Linked DNA regions of Mus musculus: region 1 is linked to region 2. The links are chromatin contacts, called in public promoter capture Hi-C maps. All regions are on one chromosome and are shown on one strand. Each heading gives the region's core, a stretch centred on a gene start, on an enhancer-like site or on the middle of the called end of the contact. The rest is flanking DNA. Distances are from core to core; before and after follow the strand shown.

Evidence for each region. Promoter capture Hi-C pulls out the DNA fragments that hold promoters and counts their contacts.
Region 1: a promoter capture Hi-C map of pre-B cells shows a contact between it and region 2, with 4 times the contacts expected there. The contact joins the promoter of Egln2 here to the promoter of Zfp974 in region 2. A contact is called at or near these places in 2 of 39 promoter capture datasets (cranial neural crest and pre-B cells).

The regions. Positions count from the first base shown.
Region 1 is chr7:27,162,358-27,168,807 of GRCm38.p6, reverse strand. Egln2 (egl-9 family hypoxia-inducible factor 2) reads left to right here and starts at 2,006. Exons shown (of 6, transcript NM_053208.4): 1 at 2,006-2,124; 2 at 3,080-4,188. The coding sequence starts at 3,310. Rab4b (RAB4B, member RAS oncogene family) reads left to right here. Exons shown (of 8, transcript NM_029391.2): 8 at 4-375.
Region 2 is chr7:27,925,531-27,931,659 of GRCm38.p6, reverse strand. Zfp974 (zinc finger protein 974) reads left to right here and starts at 2,202. Exons shown (of 5, transcript NM_001374027.1): 1 at 2,202-2,365; 2 at 4,207-4,259; 3 at 5,250-5,376. The coding sequence starts at 4,227. Gm26891 (a long non-coding RNA gene) reads right to left here and starts at 5,252. Exons shown (of 2, transcript XR_881914.3): 1 at 3,571-5,252; 2 at 3,186-3,313.

The DNA of each region.
Region 1 (6,450 bases), core at 757-3,256, 760 kb after region 2:
CAGCTCACCTGTTCTTCTGGACCAGCCCTGCCCGAAGGCTGGGGCTCAGAACCAGGCCCCAAGAGGCCAGGCCCCAATCTGCCCCAGTCTCAGAAAAGTTACTCCATCCCCCATCCCCCTTCGCTGGCCTGGTGGGGCCTGGCTGTGGGGCAAGATTGAGCCACAGGGGAAAGGGGACCCCATACCTGCTGCTGCTTCCTCTGCCTTGGCTAACTCTAGTCCCCCTGAGCCCCAAACCCTACCTGAAGAACTCCCAAAGCTTGAGACCAGGGCCGTTTGGCCCCAACTTCCTGCCTGGCCCCGCTGTTGCAAGTCTGTTATTTATTACCTGGAGGCCTGTTCCATCCTGTCCTGGTCCTCCATAAAGCATTGTTTACACCTGTGTTTCGGCCTCTGTCATTCTGAGATGAGGAAACCGAAGTGGTCTCTAATGGAAGCTATGAATAGGCCTCTGCATGAGGAGCCCCTGTTTGTGGGTGGTGGGACTTGGTTTGTGGGACAAGTTGGGGTAGGTACATCCTGGCTCACGTACTCATTGAGGACAGAGTTCGTCATTGTATACATGTCCTTGCTTTTTCCTACACACAGCCCCCCTTTTTGACACAGGGCCTTGTTATAGCCTAGACTAACCTGGAATTTGAGGTCTCCCTGCCTCAGCCTCCCATGAGCTGGGATTACAATGTACCCATCCCAGGTTGTGTACATGCTTCATGGTAGTGGCAGTACACGATCCATCAAAGGTGGTGTGTGCAGCGATGACATCCCTGTGTGTGACATGTATGGGGCAGTATGACACTGTGGCATGTGAGTAGTCTCTGGCCTGGTGACTGTGTTGGTGAGGCTGCTGTTGTGTGCAACATCAAGACCGAGGACTTGGGAATCTAAGGGGGGGTCTTGAGTCTGTGCCTGGTTTGACTTAGTGTACACCACCTCATGTCTGCAAACTAGGACGGTGGCTCACTGTGTTCCTAAAAACACGTGCTCCTGAGGTTTGTGTGTGCACTGATGGAGATTTGTTTCTTTGTGTGTGTCTGTGTGCCTGCGAACACGAACATTCTTCGCCATGTGCCACTGTGGTTCTTGTGCAACCCGGACTCCTGGTCATACTTAATGTACCCTGATGTCTTTATAGCCATAGCCTTCTGGAGACAGGTGCAGCCCCCCTCAGGACAGCTTCAGCTGCTCTCACAAAATGTCAGCAAGTATCCAAGCCCACTTATTGCCCATTTGTTAGGCCCTGGAGTTGGTGGAAAGGGTCGGGCATTCAAATAACCCTATCCACACAGCCCTCCCCGGAATGGTGGTATAAATATTAAGAGTAGCTTAGTGGTAGAGCGCTTGCATCGCACATGTGAAGCTCTGGATTCAGTCTCCAGCACTACAGAAACAAAAAATCCGCTTGGGCTACAGAGGAGCTGGGTTTTGCAAATGTCTTCTTTGTGAGTCTGTCCCAGGTTGCTTTAATCTGACTCCCACAGTTGCCCTGAGGGAGCAGCGAGGAGCGGGTCATGCAAATAGTACACATTTGCTCATTTGTTCTACCCGGTTTCGCTTCTCTAAGGACGTCCCGTACTCACCGTTATTTTTTTTTAAGTGCTTATGTAAATTACTGACGTAGGAATTTACATACACTTTCCAACTAACTGCGCAGTCATTTCTCAATATACTCTTGGGCTGTGTGCAGGAGCGGCCCATGTAAATGAGACATTTGCATAGCAAATGCCAAGAACCCAGCTGACAAGTTCACTGACACTTTTGGCTCCGAGGGGTGGGCCTTTCTGTGTGAAACTGCTCTTTTGTACCCCTCTCCAAGGGGCCGTCTTGAGAACTCACAGAACGCCTTTTACTGAACCTGCGTGTCTGCTTTCGCGTGGAAGGGGAGGAGCACATAATGCAAATAAGCCTCGCGTCCCGGACCAGCTCACTTCTTGGGCAGTGCGTTCTAAGCCTCCTGTCAACGTGCGGTTCGCGCACGCGCAGTCTCCTCGGCCGGGCCGCTGTCACGTGCCCAGCGGGCGAGGCGGGGGCGGGGCGTCGCGGGCGGTGGGGGGCGGGGTATGGCGCGCTGCGAAGCGCAGGGCGGCTGGCACAAACGGCGGCGCCGAGGCCGGAGGAAAAAGCTCGGTGAGGAGGTCGCGCGAAGGGAAAGACCCGGGGAGGAGAAGGAGTCTGAGGCCCGGTGGCCGGGCGCGGGCGACGGGGCTGGAGGCGGGAGCGCGCGCGGGCGGCAGCGACCCCACGCTAGGGCGTTGGGGGTGGGGAAGGAAGCGCGCGCCCGGCGCGGTGGGGCGGACCATTGGGGGCCACGGGAGCGCGCAATAACCACCAAGGGGAGGGGCCGGGCCGAGGCGGCCCCGCCTCAGTCACCCGGGGCGTCCCGCGGCCCCTGGGTCCTGGCGGAGGGGGTTGGGAGGAAGGCAGTCGGGTCGGACTCTGCTCTCGGGCTCCCTTCCGTCAGTCCGTCCGTCTGGCAGGACCTCCCTTCCGGCTGGGTGTGTGTCGGGCCCCAGTAGGCTTCCTCCCGTAGGGCACAGGTCGACCCCACCGGCCCTCCCGCTCCCCTGCCGTCTTGTTTTTCTCCCTGTTCTCTTTGTCCCTGGACTCCCGGTTTTCCCCGCCTGCCCTGGCTCGTAATCTTCCACCCAGGCGATTAGGTTCCCGCGAATGTTGCGCGGTGGCATTGCCCGTTGGTTCCCCACAACCCTGACTTTACCCTAGATTCCACACTCCCGTTTTCTGTGTCTCCTCCCTCCTCATCTCTCTGAGTCTCTATAGAAACCTCAGGCAGGTACCTTGTATTTTCCACTTGCATCGTCGCTTTTCGTCCACAGATATCTGTCTCCCTATCACCTTCCTCTCTGGGCCGTCATGCAACGTTCTCTGCACTTTCTCTCTATTACTCTTTATGCCAGACATTCCCTCTCAAATTCCCAAGTTATATGCCCCATGTTGTCTCCCTGTGTGCGTGTGTGTTTGTTGTGGCCCAGTCTGTCATCTACTTCCTGCTGGTACCATCCCCACCCCTTCCCACCTGCTCGTCTCTTGACTTCTTTTAAGTTCTTCCTTTTCTCTTTTCCAGCCACCCCCATCAGTCCCTTCTCAAGCTCCTAGAGACAACTGTGGACTTGGGGACCAGCGAGCACCCCCAGAGCACTAGAGGAGCCCCTGCTGCCTGCCCTGCCTCACCCTGCCCCACACGAGGCCCAGCGGCCCCGGGCTGCATCAAGTGGAGGAGGAGGAGGCGGAGGAGGGTGGCACCATGGGCCCGGGCCGTGCCCTCCATGCCCGGGGGATGAAGACACTGCTGCCATGGACAGCCCGTGCCAGCCGCAGGCCCTGAATCAAGCTCTCCCTCAGTTGCCAGGGTCTGTGTCAGAGTCCTTGGAGTCTAGCCGAGCCAGAATGGGGGTGGAGAGTTACCTGCCCTGCCCTCTGCTCCCGGCCTATCACCGTCCAGGAGCATCTGGGGAGGCCTCGGCTGGCAATGGGACCCCCAGAACCACAGCCACTGCTACTACGACCACTGCCAGTCCCCTGCGGGAGGGCTTTGGTGGGCAGGATGGTGGTGAGCTTTGGCCACTGCAGAGTGAAGGTGCTGCTGCGTTGGTCACCAAGGAGTGCCAGCGACTGGCGGCCCAGGGTGCCCGGCCTGAGGCCCCCAAACGGAAGTGGGCCAAGGATGGTGGGGATGCCCCTTCACCCAGCAAGCGACCGTGGGCCAGGCAAGAGAACCAGGAGGCCAAGGGGGAAAGTGGTATGGGCTGTGACAGCGGTGCCAGCAACAGCAGCAGCAGCAGCAGCAACACTACCAGTAGCAGTGGCGAGGCAAGTGCTAGGCTGAGGGAGGAAGTCCAGCCCTCTGCACCTGAGCGCCTGGCCCTGGACTATATTGTGCCTTGCATGCGGTACTATGGTATCTGTGTCAAGGACAACTTCTTGGGGGCAGTACTGGGTGGCCGTGTGCTGGCTGAGGTGGAAGCCCTGAAGTGGGGCGGGCGTCTTCGTGATGGGCAACTAGTGAGCCAGCGGGCGATCCCACCGCGCAGCATTCGTGGGGACCAGATTGCCTGGGTAGAAGGTCACGAGCCAGGCTGCCGGAGCATTGGTGCCCTCATGGCTCACGTGGACGCAGTAATCCGCCACTGTGCAGGGCGGCTGGGCAACTACGTCATCAATGGGCGCACCAAGGTAAGGCACTTTTCTGGTGCGTGCCTGATGCTGTGGCATGGGGGTCTGGAGACAATCCTCTGCGGGTTATGTAGCAGGGTGTAGGCACCTCCGTCAGAGGGGCTACAGTTACCTCCCTCCAAACTTTGAGTTTTGTACCAGAAATAGTTCAGCCCGGGGTGGTGGTGGTCCTCGACCTTGGGAGACCCAGAGCCCCTGACTGTCCAGACTCTCCTTAGACCACGGGTAGTGAAGCTGGCACGCAGATGGCAGAACCAGAAGGCGGAGGGAAGGCTGGCAGTGTCGAGTTAGCCTAGGCCGAGGATGGGGTGCTGCCTGTCTAGTTGAGCACGGAGCCTGGCCTCCATTCTGCCCTGTGAGCCTACTCTTGGAGCCAGGAGCACCAGGAGCAGCTTCCCAATGGTGACACTGGGTGACAGTGTGCTCGCGCAGGTAGAGCACTTGTCAGGCTCTTTCCCACTCTTCCCCGCCCCAGTCCCTGTTCTCTGTTCTCTGACTGTTTGTCACTTCCTACCTGCATGTCTCTGATCTCTTTCCTTGACCCTCTGCCTTTATATTTTTCTCCTCTATGCCTCCTTGTTGCAGAACAGTAGTTCTTAATGCTTTTGAAGTCAGGGCTTTTCGGATAAATCTGCTGAAAGCCGTAGACCTTCTTGGGAAAGGTGTACATTTAGTGGGCAGTTGTCAGGAGCCGACTGGACAGACAGTGACCTCCACGGCCTTTCTAGTCTGTTGACATACCTGTTTTCTTCATGGAAGGGTGTGTGAGTCTGAGGCTTGGTGTGATCTGAATACAGTCCGTTGAGAGAGTGCCTGCTGCAGGCTGGTGGTCTTACGGACTGCGCTCTGCCCTAATGGTGCCCTCCCATATCTCCACGGCCCTATCTTGGGTTCTGCCTCAGTACAGCTTTCTTTTCCGACTGGAACTGGCTTGGGCACCATGGCCCCTGCCTCCCATCCCCCAGGCCCAGGTCTGTTTCCTCCCCACCCCAGCTGGAACCTGCCCTACTTCCATCTCCCTCCTGTTACTTGATAGCTGAAGAGCCTCCCTGGGTTTGGCTTCTGTGCAGGCAAGATCGGTGTTGCTTCCCCAGCTCAGCAGCTTTGCAGGAGGGAAGTCAGTGGGGACACCAGGAGAGCTGAGCACCCAGGGACTGGGACATAGCTTTGTAGCCTCAGAGGATGAGAAAGCTGGTTCAAGTGCCTGGCTACTCAAGCAATTTGGGAAAGCAATTTAAAGGGATAGGTGGGGCCTCCTCCCACCTGTGTTAGTGACAGGACCTGAGCTAGGACTGTGGAGGGCTAAGAGTCAGGTTCTTTTAAGTGGCTCTTATCCCTCGGGAGGAAAGAACAGGTCAGATTGGTCAGAGGGACAGAGGGAGCTATAGCCCAAGCACTCTACATGGCAACTCCATGCTCTCCCACTTACAAAGGAAGGGCCACATGTAGCCTCCCTTACTGTGTTCGAGAGTTGTGACTGGGGGGTATTGAAGTGATCTGAGGCAGTGGCAGTGAGGAGACCGGCCAGAAGTGTGGCCTTGACCAGTAGTAACCTAGCCTAGGTCATTCCTGAGCAGAGCTCTTCCTCTGCCTTTCCCTTCCCTTCTTTCCCTGTCTCTTCTCTGTGGACTTGTAGCTGGAGGAATTGACTGGCATCAGGGTGAGCAGAGGGATCCCCAGGGAGGGTCCAGCTAGTGTAGTTTGCCCCTTTAATTGTAGCTTGGAGGCAGGGCCTGCTGTCTGACTGAGTCACTGGCTTCTGATAATGCTGTGTGTGGCATGGTATGGTCCTTGGTACATTATTCCAATAGCGGTGATTCCGGCATCCTGGAGAGTAAGTTTCTTTGTCACTCTACTGCTGTCCCTGTGGTTGAAACTTTTCCTTGGGGGGGGGGGCGGGGTGTCGCTGTTGAGAGCAGCACTTTGATACTGCAGGTAGAACCCTGGGTACTCTGGCTTGGCCCAGAGCTTCTTGGACAGCCACCTAGATGCTGCGTCCTGAGCAGTAGTGAGGTGAGACAAGTCCACCAGAGACCACCACATAGACACTCTTAAAGCCCAAAAGGTTTCATTGCTGCCTGTCAGCTGCGTGCAGAGCTTGCCTAGATCATGCAACCCTGAGCCTTACAGCTGTGTGTCTTTTATGCACAAACAGCATGTTCTGGTTGGCACATTTCAGTTTAGAAAGAAGCAGAACTACAGAAGCCAAGACAGAAGAGCAAGGTTGGTGCATTTAGGATTTTCTTGGAACCATGGGCTACA
Region 2 (6,129 bases), core at 953-3,452:
ACACAGAGCAGGAGACAGAGGTGAGGAGGAGGAGGGGAAGCTATGCACACACAGAGCAGGAGACAGAGGTGTGAGGAGGAGGGGAAGCTATGCACACACAGAGCAGGAGACAGAGGTGAGGAGGAGGGGGAAGCTTTGCACACACAGAGCAGGAGACAGAGGTGAGGAGGAGGGGGAAGCTATGCACACACAGAGCAGGAGACAGAGGTGAGGAGGAGGGGAAGCTATGCACACACAGAGCAGGAGACAGAGGTGAGAGGAGGAGGGGGAAGCTATGCACACACAGAGCAGGAGACAGAGGTGAGGAGGAGGAGGGGAAGCTATGCACACACAGAGCAGGAGACAGAGGTGTGAGGAGGAGGGAAAGCTATGCACACACAGAGCAGGAGACAGAGGCAGAAAGAGCTGAGACTGGGGATGTGGCCTGCAGAACCCCAGGAGGAATTCAAGTGACTGCAGCTAAGGAAACGCTTGTGGTGGACATTAATCTCTAGTTACGTATTCAGCACCACACAGCTCCTGTGGAGAAAATGGAGGGCAATTATCTGATTTTACTTCCATGAAGGATAAGGGGTAGCACTAAGAAAAGAACTGTGATGGAGCAGACTGACCAGAATCACACTGTGGAGAGAAAGGAGGACGGAACACATTGGCATGACAGAAGGCTAAGCATCTTTATAAATGATCCAAAAGCCAGTGGAATAACAAAACAGGAAGCTTTGCAGAAACAGTCACCTAGATATAGCTGGGGACTCCTGGTCTAGTATTAGCCTATGGGATATCTTAAAAATAGATACAGTCTTTAAGTTTCAAAAGTGCAGTAGAAACAAGTGCTGTCACCGGAGTTTTTTGTCTTAGCCATTCTGATTGTTGTAAGGTAGAATCTCAGGTCATTTTGATTTGCATTTCCCTGATCACTAAGGACTTTGAACATTTCTTTAAGTGCTTCTCCATCATTTGGGATTCCTCTGTTGTGAATTCTCTGTTTAGCTCTATACCTTATTTTGTGGTTGGGTTGTTTGGATTTTTGAAGCTTAGCTTCTTGAGTTCTTTATATATTTTGGATATTAACCCTCTATAGGATGTGGGGTTAGTGAAGTTTTGTCCCACTCTATAGGTTGCTGATTTGTCCTGACTACGTCCTTTGCCTTACAGAAGCTTTCCAGTTTTATGAGGTCCCATTTATCAATTCTGGATCTTAGAGCCTGAGCTCTAAGACATTGTTGGTGGGATTGCCAACTGATACAACTACTCTGGAAATCAATCTCGAGGATCCTCAGAAGTTTGGAAATAGATCAACCACAAAGACCCAGCTATACCACTCTTGGAATATACCCAAAAGATGCCCCACCATACCACAAATCCACTGTGTTCATAGAGGTCTTATCTGTGAAAGCCAGAAGCTGGAAACAACCCAGATGTCCCCCAATGGAAAAATGGATACAGAAAATGTGGGTCATTTACATAATGGGATAGTATTTAGCTATTAAGAATGAGGACATCATGAGTTTTGCAGGCAAATGGGTGCAACTAGAAAATATCCTGAGTGAGGTAACTCAGACACAAAAAGAGTAAAAGGCATGTGCCACCATAATCTGAGTGTATTTTAGTTCTTAGACAGGGTTTCACTGGGTAGTCCTCGGTGGTCTCTTCTCACAGACATGCAGCTGGCTGTACCTCCCCATCGCTGGGATAAAAGCCATTGCTACCACGCCCAGCCATGTTTACTATCACTTGATGTCTTGGCCTCTTTATTATCACTGGCAATGTTCTTTGCCCCCAAATCTGCCTCCATTTTATAATCGACTTGAGTTTTCTTTTGATTATGTAAAGATGGTCACTTTGAATCTGCTAGAGTATTTATCTTTAACATATTTTCTGAAGTTAACAGATAGCTGGGTCTGACCTCTTTTCAAATCTAATGTGACAAACCTGTACTTTAGCTTTTAGACCGATTACAGTACTTTCAATGCGACTAGTTTTATTATGAGGATCGTCTAGCCTGTCTAACAGACACAGTACGGTTGTTGCATAGCATGTGGTCCTCAGTCACATTTTCTATCTAGAGCATCCCTGCCTTTTTAAGGGCGAGAAAATCAGTTCCCCGCAGAACCGGAAGTAACTTTTACTCAAAGGAGGGCGCCTCCCCTTTAAGCGCGCACCCCCGTGGGAACTCCCACAAACCACTGGGCTCCGCTCGCAGATCTGGCATCCCCGCCCCCAAGAGCCGGGCTTCACGGGGGCTTTGCTGGTGATAACTGCATTTTTTAGGGTCACCACGCCGAAACTAGCGCATAGGCTTTTGGTGTTCTGGTGCCGCTAATGCGGAAGGTCCGATCTTTGTGGTCGGCGGAAGAAATTTCAGGTTGGCTTCGGTCTCCATGGAGTAAGGCCTGAGGCAGCCGGCTGGGAGTGGGCGTGTGCGGACGGTCGTATAGGGTCGCTGTTTGTTGATGTGATAGTGTGTGTGTGTGTGTGTGTCCACACCTTGATCTCTCTGCATTATCTGGGGCTCTGTGCGCGTCGCTTTCTGCTCCAACTTTCCCTCGCGACCACAGGAACCAAAGCAGAGGACTAAGTTTCAGTAAGGAGAGGTCAGGCTAGGTACAGACTTGAGCTTGGGAGGAGCATTTGGGGCTGAAAGTGCCACCGAGGGTGACCTAGGAGGGTGGTTACTTGTTGAATTCCATGACTTTCTCAGAGCCCTAGCTGTGTGAGTGTTGAGGGAACTGAAGGAAAGTGCTCAGTGCGGATGCTGCCAGAGCATGATGGGGATCTCATCCTTGCGCAGGCTCCCCGCGAAGGCCATCAGTCAAAAGGAGGGCTTGAGAAGGATGGGATCATTATTGCTGCCCATCTAAGAGTCAAGGATGAGTGTACTCTTCTTTTCTGTTTGAGAAATGAGTTTTCAATTTTATAATATGGAATTGTCAGTAAATGCAGGTAGGTGAACGTACACATTCATACCTCCACCGCTGTGGCCCTTACGTTGTCCCTGCCCTTAGGTCCTGGTGTTCACATGACCATTTCAATTACCCTTGACTTTTTCTCCCTAAATCACTTCCTTTCCCCACATTATAGACAGTGCTCATCTTGGGTTCATTGTCTGCAGGGTATGGCAGGACAAGGGAGTGTTAGAAAGAATGCAAATACTGGTTGTATATTTAAGGAAATGACTCATAAGCTCTAGTCTGTACAGTGTACATTTTAATCTCAGCATTTTGGGAGGCAGAAGCAGGAGGATCATTGTAAATTAAGGATCAGTTTGATCCACATAGCAAGTTCCAGGAGGGGTGTGCTACAAAATGAGAACCTGTTTCAAAACAAGGAGAAAACGAAATGAAGGTAATAATGAAGAGCAGAATTTTAAAATTTGTATTGTGTTCAGTGTGATAATTTTACAGAGCACAAGGTGGTCCTCACAGAGCCCAAGGCAGGACAGTTGTGTCAGCCCTGCGGAGGTTGAGAAACTCAGTTCTAGGATCAAAAGACCTAGGACACCCAGAACAAACTTAGCATTATTTTGTTCAAAATCTCCCATAATATGGAAAGAGGGAAACATATACTCACCTCCTGTGACAGGATGTTTTACAGCTAATTATCTTCATAAAGGATCATGGCTTGAGACAACATAAGTGTTATCATAGATGAGGGAAGGTTCTCAGGAGAGTGGTCCATGGTGCACAGTCCCATTCACTAACAGTGGGCACAGAATGCTGGACGCTGCCTGAGCATCACAGCTGCAGCCCCTCCAGCCTCGCTGTGCTTCAGCCCTGAGTTTACACAGGAGGGGCCACCTGGATGCTGTGAGCCCCTGTGAGCCTTGATAGGTGGGGTTCCAGTAGGAAGATCTGAGATCTGCGCACAGTAGGAGGAGCGGCCCAGGTGCAGGGCGAGCTGGAGCTCAGGGTGGAAGATGGATCCCTTCTGCTGGCCTCTTCTGGAGGAGTTCAAGGCAGATATGTTTGTGCCCTGCACTCCCACACTGCCCCCTTGGCCGTGGGTTGTCTGGGTTAGGAGGTGATCAGCTTTGTGTAGACTCCTGTGTGCTTCCAATTTGTGTGTGGGAGGCTGTGAGCGGTGGGAGGGGAGAGAGTGAGTGGGGAGGCTTGAGAAATAAGTGTAGTCGATGACATCACAGTGACAGAAGTCAGCCTGGGAACATCAAGTCACAATGCAGTGAATGGCTTTCTTTTTGTCCCCCAGGGGAGGAAGCCTGAAGAAGAATGGCCAGCTCTAGTTCCCAAGACATGGTCTGTGTAAGTTGTTTTTCTCTCTTGGACATAGAGTGACTTCAGGTTAGGTGACTCCTGCCCTCTTTCCCTCTTGAAGCTTCCCAAGGATCCGGATTCCCCCAGCCCAGTCTGCCCCTTTCCAGTGAGGGCTGGCAGGTCTGAGCACTTCCTGTCTGTGCTTCTTCCCAGCGTGCACTGCGGTTGTCTTTGAATGCATTTCTCCACGTGTGCTCTCTGCTTGGTCTGTGCTCAGGGAGGACTGTCCCTGCAGTGGAGGTGTCAGTCCCACAGGGAAACAGGGGCCTTGGGGGCTTCAGAGCTTTGAGGGGATGGTCTCATTGAGTGCCCTGGGAAACCTGATTGACATCTGTGGTGTTGTCAGCCTGGTGATGAATTGTTGGAGAGTTTCCCCTATGCATGGGTGTGAGGAGATGACTTCCCCGAGGAAGCCTTAGGGGAGAGTCCAGGTGTCAGAGGGAAAGGTCATCCAGGCTGTGATAGGGAGGTGACTGCAGTCTCCAGAGTCAAGAAGGACCTGAGACACATTGTTTCTTGGAAGGTTTTGTTTTCATTCATGGAAAGAAAGAAAGAAAGAAAGAAAGAAAGAAAGAAAGAAAGAAAGAGGTTAAGCCTAACATGTACATAATATGTACTTATACTTAGTAAGTTTATGGCCTCTTGCATAGTGTATAAAATCATTCTTATGACAACAAATGTTAATGACATCATGTGATAGTATGATAAACTCAAGGACTCACAGCATTCCTTATGTGTTTTACCCTGACCCCAGGTGACATTTCCCTTCTGTGGGTATAGCCTGAGGGATGTGGGTGGAGTGGAGAGGCACAGGTATTGGCTATGTAGGTGGGCACAGTCGTCGTTTATGGGGGGCTCATGCAGTCAGGTGCCTTGAGCATTTCCTTATGGCTCCCTTCCCACGCTTGAGTCCTTTCCCTCCTGGTTTCCATCTTGAAAGCTTCCCCAGTTTCACTCTCCTTGTGTTTGCTCTTTCAGGGGTCAGTGACATTTAGGGATGTGGCTGTTGACTTCTCTCAGGAGGAGTGGGCCTGCCTGGATGCTACTCAGAAGGTCTTATACAGGGACATGATGTTGGAGACCTACAGCAACCTGGTCTCAGTGGGTAAGCCTGTGCCCCATGGATGGGGGATGTGTCCTCTACACTGTGGGCTTTCCTCACTCTGAATTAAAGGACAGTGCCATCTTTCCAGTGGTAGCTGAAGCTGGGATGGAGGCCGATTCCTGTCATTGCTTCTCTGAGAAGGCTGAGGCAGGAAGATTGCTGTGAGTGCAACATCACCCTCAGATACATCCTGAGTTCCAGGCTAGCCTAGTCTACAGGGTGAGGCCTTGTTTCAAACAAAATAAAACAAAACAAAATCAACATATAAATGAAATAAGCAGATGAATCCATAAATAGAATTAGGGGCTAGAGAAATAGCTTGGTTGTTAAGAGAACCAGCTGTACTTGGGGAGGATCCAGGCTCAATTCCCAGCAGCACAAGGTGGCTCACAACCCTGTGTACTTCCAGTTCCAGGGGATAGGATGTCCTCTTCTGGCTTTCACTATGCACATTTGTGGTGTTCAGTTATACATGCAGAAATATCCTCACAAACACATAAAATAATTTTTATCAATAAAATTTTAAAAGAGGGAGCTGAGTTCCTTCGTTTTAACCATAGGAAGAATGTGAGATTTAATGGATTGAAAATAGGACCTCATAGAGCCTGCTTGCCCACCCCTTGTTGGTCCTCTCAGTGAGCTCTAGGTTCAGTGAGAGACCCTGTCTCAGATACAGACGTAGAGAAAAATGAACGAAAAGACACCCAACACACTGTTCTCTACTGTATACGTGCATGCATGCATACCTACACA